3 separate regions of the Sus scrofa genome follow, and all the other regions are linked to region 2. The links are chromatin contacts, called in public Hi-C maps. All regions are on one chromosome and are shown on one strand. The core of a region is the stretch at or near the end of the contact, and the rest is flanking DNA. Distances in the headings are between cores, read along the strand shown.

Region 1 (4,004 bases), core at 626-3,125, 150 kb after region 2:
ATCTGAGTTACTCTGTTTCTTCTAAGAAAGACATGAAGTATAATTAGTAGATGAGATTTTTAAATTTTATGTGGGAATTTTTACATAGGAATTATGTAAAGTCCTAAGTATTATAGAAATCTTTACACTTAAACTGCATTCTTCCTTATTTTTCGGCTGTGCCTGTGGCATGTGGGAATTCTTGGGCCTGGGATTGAACTTGTGCCACAGCAGTGACCTGAACCACAGCAGGGACAATGCCAGATCCTTAACCTACTAGGTCACTAGGAAACTCCTAAACTGAGTTTTTCTTTCTTATACATTAAAATCTATGATTTTTAAGGTTTCTAAGATACTAAGCATAGTTGAATGGAAATAGTATTAGATTCATCGCAATGTCTTGACTCTGCTGCTTGATGTATTTTGGGTAGATCACATAATCACTGTAGGGCTCAATTTCCTCAGCTATATGGGGGTGGAATTAGATTATCTCTAAGGTCTTAAACATTCTAGTCCTTAAGTTCTTCAGTTTTAAGAAGAATGTTGTAATGTCTAAACCTAAATGAGAAAATGGTCTTTTTAACTAACAGCCCTTAAATAACTGTGATGAGCTACATTTATACCATAAAGTTTATTAGGTGTCATTCATAGAGTTTTCCTATAAAAACACATAGGTTAAATCTGCCACATTTGGATTATGGTATTAAGTGTCAAGATAAAATTATCCAAAGTTACCAATTTATATGGAATTATATAAATATAAAAATTTACCAGTTAAACCTGAATGGGATATAACAGTGTTATTTCAAAAAGCTAAAATTGTGTTAGCTGTAAGGGAGCACTTTATCCTTAACTTGAATGACAGAAGTGTGTATAAAATTATGTAGTTTCAATATATAGTTTTCATTTTTTTGTTGTTGTTGTTGTTGTTGTTGTTGTTGTTATTGTTGCTATTTCTTGGGCCGCTCCCGCAGCATATGGAGGTTCCCAGGCTAGGGGTCGAATCAGAGCTGTAGCCACCGGCCTACGCCAGAGCCACAGCAACGTGGGATCCGAGCCGTGTCTGCAACCTACACCACAGCTCACGGCAACGCCGGATCGTTAACCCACTGAGCAAGGGCAGGGACAGAACCCGCGACCTCATGGTTCCTAGTCGGATTCGTTAACCACTGCGCCACGACGGGAACTCCTAGTTTTCATTTTATAGCAAGATGAATTGTAGACTTCTCGTTTATGTGTAAGACCTTGGAGATTATGTGGGTAATAACTCCAGCAACAGCCATATGTATCTGTTACAGCTGCTAGTTCTTCCAACATAACTCCAGTTTAAGTGTCATTGGAAAAGCATTTTATTGGTAATTGTAGAAAAAAGTACTGTGAGCCAGTTTTGCTTATCTGTGCTAAACTAGTGGGTATTCTAGATATTTTTGTTTCCTATTGGTATTAAGGCAAATCACTGATAGCCTTTTTTGTTAAAATGTGGAAATGCTCTGAAGCCCAATGAGAGGGAACATTCAAAGAAAGTATGTTCGCTCTTAGAACTTTACTCATTCTTGAACTTTGCTTTTTCCTTGGATCTCTTACTCCAGCAAACATATAACACATGCTAAATGTTCTTTTGTGCAGAGCTTTCTGCCTTCAGTTGGAGAGATGGTCATGTATCTTGAGAGAGGTGCTCTGAAGAGGACATAACTACTGCAAAGTCTGCAGCCACTCTTAGGAGGAGGTCAATATTTTACAAAGAAGCCATAAGGGAAAGACCATAAATGAGCAGTAATTTTTCACCCATTCAAAGAAACCTTTACCAATCTGACCCTGCCTGTTAAAAATGTACGATGATTTTTTTTTGCTTTTAGTGTTGGAAATTTATCATTGGTCTTATCCAAGGAAAGGCTGTTACACATTTTGAAGTAAAATGTTACGAACTCCCATTCTAACTAAATGAAGTTTGCCTGGCCCGAGTGATTTAAGTTTTGTGCTACATAATGTATCCCCTGTCCAAAATATTATCACATCACTCAGAAAAATTTTGCTGTAGACCTCTGGTCCTCTGCGATATTCGAATGTCTTAAAAGGGGAAACAGTTCCCTTTGGGAAGAAGTGCTTGTGATTGTAAGTTAGGGTCAGTGTCTTAAAGGATATAACTGTCCTTGGGGACATCTATTAAATATGAAGTAATTAGAGCTACAGGGGAATAGTATGATTAACAGCTACTTATATGGAGGATCATGAAGTTTTTGACACAAAACATTTTGTAGTGCAATCGTATGCAGTTTGACATGCTGACTGTGAAGAGAGAGTATAGCCACATACCTAACACCCATCACTGCAACCATGATTAGGTTGGCGCCCCACCGTGCGAGAGTGGATGTCGGAACCTTTGTGTTGGGGATCTTTTGCGAGAGGGACCGGAAAAGAGGTGGATCCTTTTTGTCGCGATGTGGCGAGGCTGTAAGCTGAGCTCCTCCGGGAGTCGATTTTTAGGCGGGCTTAGGTCGGTGTACCGGGGCACACGGGCTGACTGTCCTCGCTTAACCACGTCGGCGGGTGAGTGTGTCTGGAGGTCGCGGTCAAGCAGCCCACCGTGCCGAAGGGCTGTTCTGCGCAGGCGCGGCGCGGGAGCGGACCGGTGGCTGTTGCTTGCCTCTGCGCGGGGTGAGCTAAAGACCCGTTGGTCCCGGGCGTTTAACACCCCCCTGGACTTTTACTCTCCCTTTCGAAGAGGCTAGGTTCCCCTTGGTTCTGGCCAAGGGGAGCGCAGCCAGCCGGACCGCAGCCAGGTATCCCGTGACCTTTGCCTCATTTTCTTTGAGCTCCTTCCCCAGGAGCAGGCGACGAGAGTGCCCGCTGCAGTCTCAAGGTCGTGTGCTTTCTTCTTTTGCCGCTGCCTGCCGGAAATGATACCAGCTGTCTCATAGTTATCGATCGCGTTGTATTTGTTTTGTCTGTACATATCTTCCTTTTTTTACAGAAGGAATTTAAGGCAGCTATACTGTTTTTTGATAAGTTAATTCAGCAGACTGTATTGGCAAATAAGATCAAGAAAACAACGCACCGAACCTGATGCATGTAGAAGACAGTTTGATTATTTAACGCCCAATGTAAACCAGAACGTTAAATTCATCCTTTACTTGAAACTCATTTAATCATTACTGTATGACAGGCACTGTGAATTTTTAAACGAATGATACCTGAGTCTCTTTAAAAAAAAAAGTTAGGGGTGGACCTAAGATCAGGTTATAATGAGCAAAAACTGGGCAACTTAAAGGCCTGCAGTAAAATTGATAAGTTGTTGCTCTCAATATAATGAAAAATACTGCAGCCAGTAAAAATTATTTAAATCAATGTTTATCCAAATAGAAAATAATTAGGATGCAGTGTTCAGAAAATAAGTTACAAGTCAGTTTTTGTTACGAACTTGGAGATATATGGCAAGAATAGAGATACATCAGAATTTTAGCAGTAATTATCTGAGGTGGAGTTGGTGATCTATCATTTTAGCATTATATACTTTTTTTTTGGCCTTTTCTAGGGCCGCTCCTGTGGCATATGGGGGTTCCCAGGCTAGGGGTCTAATCAGAGCTGTAGCCACCGGCCTACGCCAGAGCCACAGCAAGGTGGGATCCAAGCCTCATCTGCAGCCTACACCACAGTTTACGGCAACCCGGATCCTTAACCCACTGAGCAAGGCTAGGGATCGAACCTGCCACCTCATGGTTCCTAGTTGGATTCGTTGACCACTGAGCCACGACGGGAACTCCCTGTCATTACATACTTTTCATATTTTTCAGTAAATACGTATTTTATAGTCAAATTTAGAAAAAATTTTCCAACTTTTGTGAGTGAACATAGAAGGAACATCTAGTAGACATATGGGATCAGGGGAACTTCTTAAACAAGATATTTAGGGAACTGACTTGAAGTTGTGCAGTTTTAGAAGAAGTTGGAGTGACCATAAGACCAGCTAGAGTATCTGTCAGGAGGCTTCTAGGAAACATAAGGTGTTCCTTGAAAAGAAGTGTGTG
Region 2 (4,039 bases), core at 1,155-3,654:
TGTGGCACAGTGGGTTAGGAATCTGACTAAGGTGGCTCAGGTTGCTGTGGAGACACAGGTTCGATCGTCATCTTGGTACAGTGGGTTAAAGGATCCTGAGTTGCCGCAGCTGTGGTGTAGGCTGCAACTGTGGCTCAGATTCAATCCCTGGCCTGGGAATTTCCATATGCTGCAGGAAAGGCCATACAAAAATTACACACACACACACTACACTTAGACATAATATAATTATATATACATACTATATATATTTTAATTCCAAACTCCTAATTTATCACCCCCCATCCTCCCCTTTGGTAGCCATAAGTTTGTTTTCTGTCTATGAGTCTAATGTTTCAACCTAACTTTGTGTCCATAATATTTTTTCTTTAAACACTATCCCCACACACACACCATTATATGAGTCAGGTTCAAATAAATACCAGTATCTGTTGTGCCTAATATGTGTTATGCTTTGAACTAATAAGGATACAAAGATGAAGGGGCTCACAGTTTTGTGGGAAGAAGAATGCAGAATTAGGCCTGAAACAAAACCTAGTCTAGTGGTAGAAACAAAGTGTAATACGGGCACACAGAAAAAAACATCTAACAATGCAAATTTGTTACAGTATTTCTGAAAGATATTAGGATGACCAAACAAACAAACAAAAAACACCTTAGGGAGTTGAAGAAATTCTGAACCTCTGTTGTTAAGTAGCATAAGGGCTGGTATTTCTTCAGTTCCCATGTTTTAAACTTTTTTTTTTTTTTTTTTTGGTCTTTTTTTAGGGCTGCATCCATGGCATATGGAAGTTCCCAGGCTGGGGTCAAATCAGAGCTGCAGCTGCTGGCCCATGCCACAGCCACAGCAATGCTAGCTCTGAGCTGCATCTGCGCCTACACCACAGCTCACAGCAACGCTGGATCCTTAACCAACTGAGCAAGGCCAGGGATCAAACTTGCATCCTCATGGATACTAGTCTGGTTCGTCGGTAACCCACTGAGCCACAACGGGAACTCCCATATTTATTTTTTGTAAGATTCACCTGTAGAAGACCCTTGTAATTCAAAGCCCCCTTGCTTAAAGATCCACTGAAGTTGAAAGATGGAAATATGCTAGATCCTTCAAGATCGGAGGACATCCACTAATGGGTGCTTTCTTCTTCTTCTTTTTTTTTAATGGGTGCTTTCTAACCTACATCACTTTATGGGAATGAAGTGCGACATAAAATACTAAGCTACTAAAATTCATTTCAGGAGTTCCCATAATGAACCCGACTAGTATCTGTGAGGATTCTGGTTCAATCCCTGGCCTCACTCAGTGGGATAAGTATCCAGCATTGCTATGAGCTGCGGTGTAGGTCGCAGATGTGGCTCAGACCTAGCATTTCTGTGGCTATGGCTGAGGCCCGCAGCTACAGCTCCCATTCCACCCCTGGCCTGGGAACCTCTATACGCCTGGGGTGCAGCCCTAAAAAAAAAAAAAAAATATATATATATATATATATATATATATATATATATATATATTTCATTTCACATCCTGACCAAGTACACATATACATATGTAACTGAATCAAAAATTATAAATGCCCTTGATATTTCTGATATACCTGATATTTTTATCTAGGAAAATGCATATCATATTCAATTTCACCACAACCTAACTGTGTGAAAAATACTGTCTTGAGCTTCCTCGGAACACTGATCATCCGTGAAAAACTTTATTCGTGTGTGTCCAATGATTCAATTAGCAGCTTTACAATAAATGCAATGTTACAAAGATAAAAGAAATTGCGTAAAATTAAATGATTGTTTTGGTTGTATGTTTCTATTTGGTACACACACAAACACACAAAGCTGTCAGTCTCTGGCATTAAAAAAAAAACGTACTGCTGCTCTAAAAGTTTGTGCTTCCCTCCAAAAGAACTCCATTAACTACATATCTGGCTTGGTGCAGCTCGGTTTTGGTAGGTCCTTGAGGCTACAATAATCTTTCTCTTGCCAAAAGCAAGAAAAGGAACTGAAGTCAGGAAATCTTATACTTCACTACAAAGCCACCGCACTGCTTTGGAAGTCTGCTCCGAACTGGGGTGGGGAGCAGCGTCTTCCCCTTTTCCATGCCCTTCCCGCAAAGAGCAGCGACTGCAGAATACCGAGCCGCCCGAGTTCTAGGCCGGAACCCACTGATTCTAAGCCGGAACCGGCGCGAAACTCTCGCGAGAGGCTCCCGACCGCCGCGAGCCGCGAGCCTTCCAGTTACCGTCGCCTATCTCAGCGCGCCCAAAGACTGTCTCCTTCCCGCCAGCCTCTTCCACTGTCGCGGGGCAGGCCGGAACCTTTATCCATAGGAACGGGTTTACAAAGTAGAGTGTTGCCGGCCGGCGGCAAAGAGAATAGGGTGCCATCCTCTTCCTCTCACCGTCGCCGCCGCGGAGCGAGCCCAGCAGATTAGATCGAGGAGCGCGGTTACCGGTTGGGCTGGGTCTATGGTCGCTCTGTGGGCCGCTCCACCGGCTGGTGCTTTTTTATCAGGGCAAGCTGTGTTCCATGGCAGGGAACTTTTGGCAGAGCTCCCATTAGTAAGTGATCTTACGTCTTCTCGTCCAGGGCGGGCTCTTGTTGGGGGGCGGTGTGGACCGGGCCTGCGACTCTCCTTGGCCTGGATCCCTGTCCCAAGTTCGGTGGAGTCTCCCGGGAGGTGGCGGCAGCCGGAAGCGAGGTGCGCTTTTCTCTGGCGACTCTCCTCATTCCGCCCCCTGGCCGGGTTTCGCGGGGGGGGGGGGGGTCCTGTCTCCGGAGAAAGAAGGTTCGAGAGTTTAATTTCGGATTCTTGGATTAGCTCGGCGGAGGCGGGGTGGAGGGGGTGTGGGTGGAGGAACCAGGCCGGCGGCAGTTGGGATGGGGTAGGCAAAGGTTTTGCAAGTGTGGCACAGTTCGGAACTATGAGACTGGCTCTTGAGGACTGTTGTTCCCTTTTGCCTGGTATCTCTTCAGTGGATTGGCATCGTAATCTTTTGTCATTCTGCTCACTAACCGCTTCCTGCCACTACCTTAAGCCTAGGTGGAGTTTTATGTTTGTAAGGTATAGGGCAAATGCTCTCAGAACTTATTTGCGCCTCATGTTCTGTTTAATAAGTGTATTTTCCAGTGACTTTGCCAATATCTTTAACCTTTTTTTCGTGAGTTTTTGTGTCTGTCAGTACCATGGAAGAATTAGAGTAATATTGAAAACAGTTCTCCCTAAATAAGTTTTTTTAAGCATGTACGAAAGAGGATGATGGGATTAATTGAACATTGGCTAGACTTTGCATTGTGTAGTTGAAAAATGAACAGATCTGATAAAGATGATATGGTGCAAATAATTTTTAATGCCAGGAGAGCATTAGTAACTAAATTTTAAGTTTGAAGAAGATGGATTTCTATGTTGTTCCTTCCGTCTTTTAGCCGTTTGACCTAGAAAAAAGAAACAATGGGCTTTGATATCTATTTTCAGAAAAGCAGGCTTTCTTCCTATAAAGTGATTACGTGAAGATGAGATGGTATAGAAAGAAGCTTTATTTCTGATCACATTTTTATTTTGCACTGTTTTCACTCACTGAAATAATTTGGACAAAATTAAAATACGGAAAATTTAGATAGTGAGGAAGAGGCGTTCTGATAAGCTTTGAAAAAAACTGAGAGAATTGACAGGTCACTAGCTGTTGATTATCAGAAGTTCACAGACCTTAAAAAAAAAGATCCTACCTCCTTTTGATAAGCATTCTCACTCTGTTTTCATTCGCTGTTGGTCTATCAAAAGGGTGCCAAGATCCATTTTATAAAACCAATTGTATTTTCACCTTTCAAATATAACATTATTATAATATTAAATGTGCTTTTTTGAAACTGTTTTTGCCTGCCAGTTCCATTAGTCCTGGAGGACTCAAACCCTTGAAAATCCGGGATCCCTGATCTGCAAAAGATAACAAGTGTAAAGGACAAAACAACCAGTTCAGGAAGAACAAAGAGATATGAAAGCTATTGTTGATATTGTTGTTGATTTTGGTGAGGGAGGAAA
Region 3 (3,671 bases), core at 803-3,302, 190 kb after region 2:
CTCATCCTCACGGATACTAGTTGGGTTCGTTACCACTGAGCTCCAATGGGAACTCCTAAGATAATGTATTTAGCTTCTCTTACCGGATTTTATTTGACCTCCACCTGCTTCTTAAAGACATTCACTCAGGGTACCTCTGAAAATTAAAACTGTACTTGAACCAAAGGCCAGAGAATGTTCAATGATTATCTGATAGTCCCAGGGACACAGCAGTGGGCACTGGTCTCCATGGGTAGGTGGGGTAGCTTTGCCTACAGGAGAAGTTGTGAGAGTGAAATGCACTTTCTAGGATCAGAATATTGAACTTCCTCTGGTTTCTAGCTTGTTTTCTGGGCGTAGAGTTTGTTGGTGTTGATTCTCCCTTTTGCCTTCCATATTCGTCCACTCAAGATAATAATTTATGCCCATCCTCACTTCTGGGTCTAGACAGGCAAATAATTCGGTACCTAATATCAGATGGATATTCCTTAAGTATTGGCTCAACATTTAATGAGAGAAAAGGCTGGGTGCTGTCTGGGAAAGACAGAACCAAGGAGAATCCCTGGTGCCAGTACTCTTTATCCTCTCTCTGCCAGAGTATCCCTGTTCTGATCCCAAACCTGCCCACTCTGCTTCCTACGCAGCCTCCTGGTCTCTCTCCCCAGAAGGCGGTGGGGTGACCACCTCTGTTTCTCTGGGAGGTCCTTGGATTCCATTCCTTGCAACATGCTCATGGAAGGTTAACTTCCAACTCCACACACTGCTTCTTCCTGAGAGGTCCGGCAAACGTCTACAGTGGTGCTTGGGCCCCTCATATGCTAGTGCTTGAGCACCAGCCTGGCTAGCCCCTCCCATTATCTCATGGGGACTGGTAACCCGCCTGTATTTTATCAACTATATGACCACACACTGCTGTTGTAAGGGGCTGGTGCAGTAGGAGAAGGGAGTCCCCTTTACTCCAACCTCGGTTCCCTCACGCAAAACCCCGGAGCGTTCCCATAACCATCCTTTCACTTCAAGAATGATAAACACCCTACTTGAATTCTTTTCAGCTCTTTCAAACAATTTTAAACTATCCATGTTCGTACTAAAATTTGTGCGTACATCATATATTTCTATGAAGCACTGTCCTATTCCTTGTACATATGAACTTTAGAAAAATGAAGTTAAAGGGAAAAAATTGTTACACACAACACACACACACACACACACAACGTTTGATAGTTTGCACCGAAAAGGAAAGGAAAAATACCACCCCATAGCCAAGAGTTCCCTGGTGATAATTTCCTAGGGGAAAGACTTGGACTTGGGCTGGATCTGTCAGAGGGGAAATCTCTTTAGAGTACATTTTTGTGGTTCTTTATCAAATCAGACATCTCTCCTTGAGCACATGGCCAAGACCTAGGTAACTGTGTAATGTAAGAGGAGTGTTTTTATAAGTTTTGCAAGGGCAGGGCTTTCCTGGTGGCCAGAGCTGTGCAATTCGCGACCTAACCCGGGCCCTGGCCCCCAGCCCCCAGCCCCCGCGGGGCGGTGTTTCTGCCGGAGCTCCGCGCGGCCCCAGGTGAGTCCTGCGCGCGCCCTGCTCTCGCGTCTGCGGGAGGGGCTGGAGCGGAGGAGGAGGACCCGCCGCGGGTTGGGGGGACGCAGATCCGGGCCCAACTGCAGCTTCCTCCTGGCGGAGCTGCATTTCCAGCCACCTCCGCAGCCCTGCCCTCGCGCGCCGAGCCGTTCCGGCGGTGCCGCTGGAGGCGCGGAGCCCGCCCGGCGCGCCCAGCCCTGCAGCTCCGGCCGGGGCGGAGGCCGCCGGACCGCGGAGATGCGGGGCGGGGGCAGGGCGCGGGGTAGGTGACTTTATCCCGCCTCTGGTTCCCTGCCCCGGGGAGCAATGACATCACGCGGCCTTCTCCAGGCTCCGACACAAAGAGCGGCGCGGAGAGGCCGCTGCGGGGGGAGCCGGCGGCCGCCGCTGCCTCCCAGGGCGCCGGGGCCCCGCCGGCCAGGCCAGCCGCCCGCGGCCCGCGCCCTCCCGCCTCCTCCGCCGCCGCCTCGGTCGCTGCCGCCCGCGCCGCCCGCGCCCCCAGAGCGCCGCTGAGCCCGCGCCCGGCCGTGCCGGCCCTTTCCCATGCGGGCGGCGCGGGCCCTGGGAGGGGCGCCCGCAGCCAGCCGCGCAGCATGCACTGGGGGGTTGGCTTTGCCTCGTCCAGGCCGTGCGTGGTGGATCTGAGCTGGAACCAGAGCGTCTCCTTCTTCAGCTGGTGGGCCGGGTCCGAGGAGCCCTTCACCTTTTATGGGGACATCATCGCTTTCCCTTTGCAGGATTACGGTGGGATCATGGCAGGGCTGGGCTCCGATCCCTGGTGGAAGAAAACCCTTTACTTGACCGGGGGAGCTTTGCTGGCCGCAGCTGCGTATCTGCTCCACGAACTCCTGGTCATTAGGTGAGCCGGAGAGAGGGCCCCGCGAAGGGGCGCAGAGAGGGGCACCTGGCCAGGGCAGGGCAGGCGTGGGGATTGGGGGGGACACCCATGCCAGCTCCTCGGTCGCGCCGCCCAAACGCCCGAGTCCTGTCCTTACCTGTCGCCAGAGGCAGTTCGTGGTCACCTGGCCGTGAGGGGCAGCTTGGAGTTAACAGGAGAATTAAACTGGTACTGGGAGGGAGAAAAACACTTGTCTCCCAATCATTCGGTGCTAAAAGCAAAAATTCTCTGGGTTGTTATGGAGCATAGCATAATAGTCTATTATGAAGATCCTAAGTGCAGTGTGTTTGCAACAATAGACTTAGGCCCGGAAGAAATACTAAGTTCCATTTTTTGTGACATGCCCTATTTGTTTATAGATGATAATGCTGGAAAATTAACCACTAACCTTATCTTTCGCTTAAAGGTTAGTACTCCACTATCCTCCCCAAGTGTCAACATCATCAAAAAGCTGAAATTGCAAAAGCTCCAGAGACCTCTGGGTCCCTGTTAGTGGTGTACAATTTTGATGCAGCCTTAACCCAGTTATCCGCTGATCTGGTATTTAAAGCTAAGCACCTTCTTCAGGTTTACATGCCATTGTTGTGTGAGCGGTAGGAGGAGAGCCGAGGACAGGATTAGCACATGGGCGTGCACGGGAGTTGCCCAGTGCCGTAAACACTTGCCTCTGCTGCCTGCCGCAGAATGTTTACAGGATGGACATGGAAATACCAGAAAATGGAGGCCCCTGCTGTTGGTACATCCAGCCAGACAGGAGATCTTTCTTTGAGTAGAATAGTATAATAGGCTGCTGCCACCAGTGGTTTGGCTAATTTATGGTTAAAATTTCCATGCGTTTGAGGCCTCTGTCCCTGGGAGATGACCAAGAAAGAGCAGTTTTCAATAGCTCAGAGTGTCCCTCTTGGCCAATATTTTCTAAAGAGTGCAAAAATGTGTCTCCACTGCCTTTTTTCAGTGGGGGAATCCTACACAATAGGTTTATAAACAAAGACAGGTATGGGTGACCTTTAACAGGCCTGTGGGGATTCCAGGAGGACACTGTGACAGCTGAACAGGTATTTTAAATATTTCTAGTCTCTGAGAGGGCAGAAATCATTTAGGTCGGGGGCTGTGTCTTGGCTTTCATACTATATGGCTATAATTGACAAGAATGATTTTAAGCTTATCATTGAATTCTCTCAGCACAGTGTCTTGAATCTAGTTCAACCAAAT

What was found. Hi-C and Micro-C count contacts between places; a contact is called where the count stands out from the background.
Region 1: a Hi-C map of skeletal muscle shows a contact between it and region 2, with 5 times the contacts expected there. The contact joins the promoter of COQ3 here to the promoter of CCNC in region 2. A contact is called at or near these places in 2 of 5 promoter capture datasets (fetal liver and liver), 2 of 47 Hi-C or Micro-C datasets (heart right ventricle and skeletal muscle) and 1 of 2 datasets of contacts at active chromatin or transcription factors (alveolar macrophages).
Region 3: a contact with region 2 is called in a Hi-C map of skeletal muscle, with 2.7 times the contacts expected there. The contact joins the promoter of FAXC here to the promoter of CCNC in region 2. A contact is called at or near these places in 2 of 47 Hi-C or Micro-C datasets (heart right ventricle and skeletal muscle).

What each region holds. Positions count from the first base shown.
Region 1 is chr1:66,344,959-66,348,962 of Sscrofa11.1, reverse strand. It overlaps COQ3 (ubiquinone biosynthesis O-methyltransferase, mitochondrial), which reads left to right and starts at 1,875. Exons shown (of 7, transcript XM_021090298.1): 1 at 1,875-2,634. The coding sequence starts at 2,418.
Region 2 is chr1:66,497,409-66,501,447 of Sscrofa11.1, reverse strand. CCNC (cyclin C) reads left to right here and starts at 2,404. Exons shown (of 12, transcript NM_001190160.1): 1 at 2,404-2,561. The coding sequence starts at 2,530.
Region 3 is chr1:66,307,498-66,311,168 of Sscrofa11.1, reverse strand. It overlaps FAXC (failed axon connections homolog), which reads left to right and starts at 2,052. Exons shown (of 6, transcript XM_021090274.1): 1 at 2,052-2,420. The coding sequence starts at 2,155.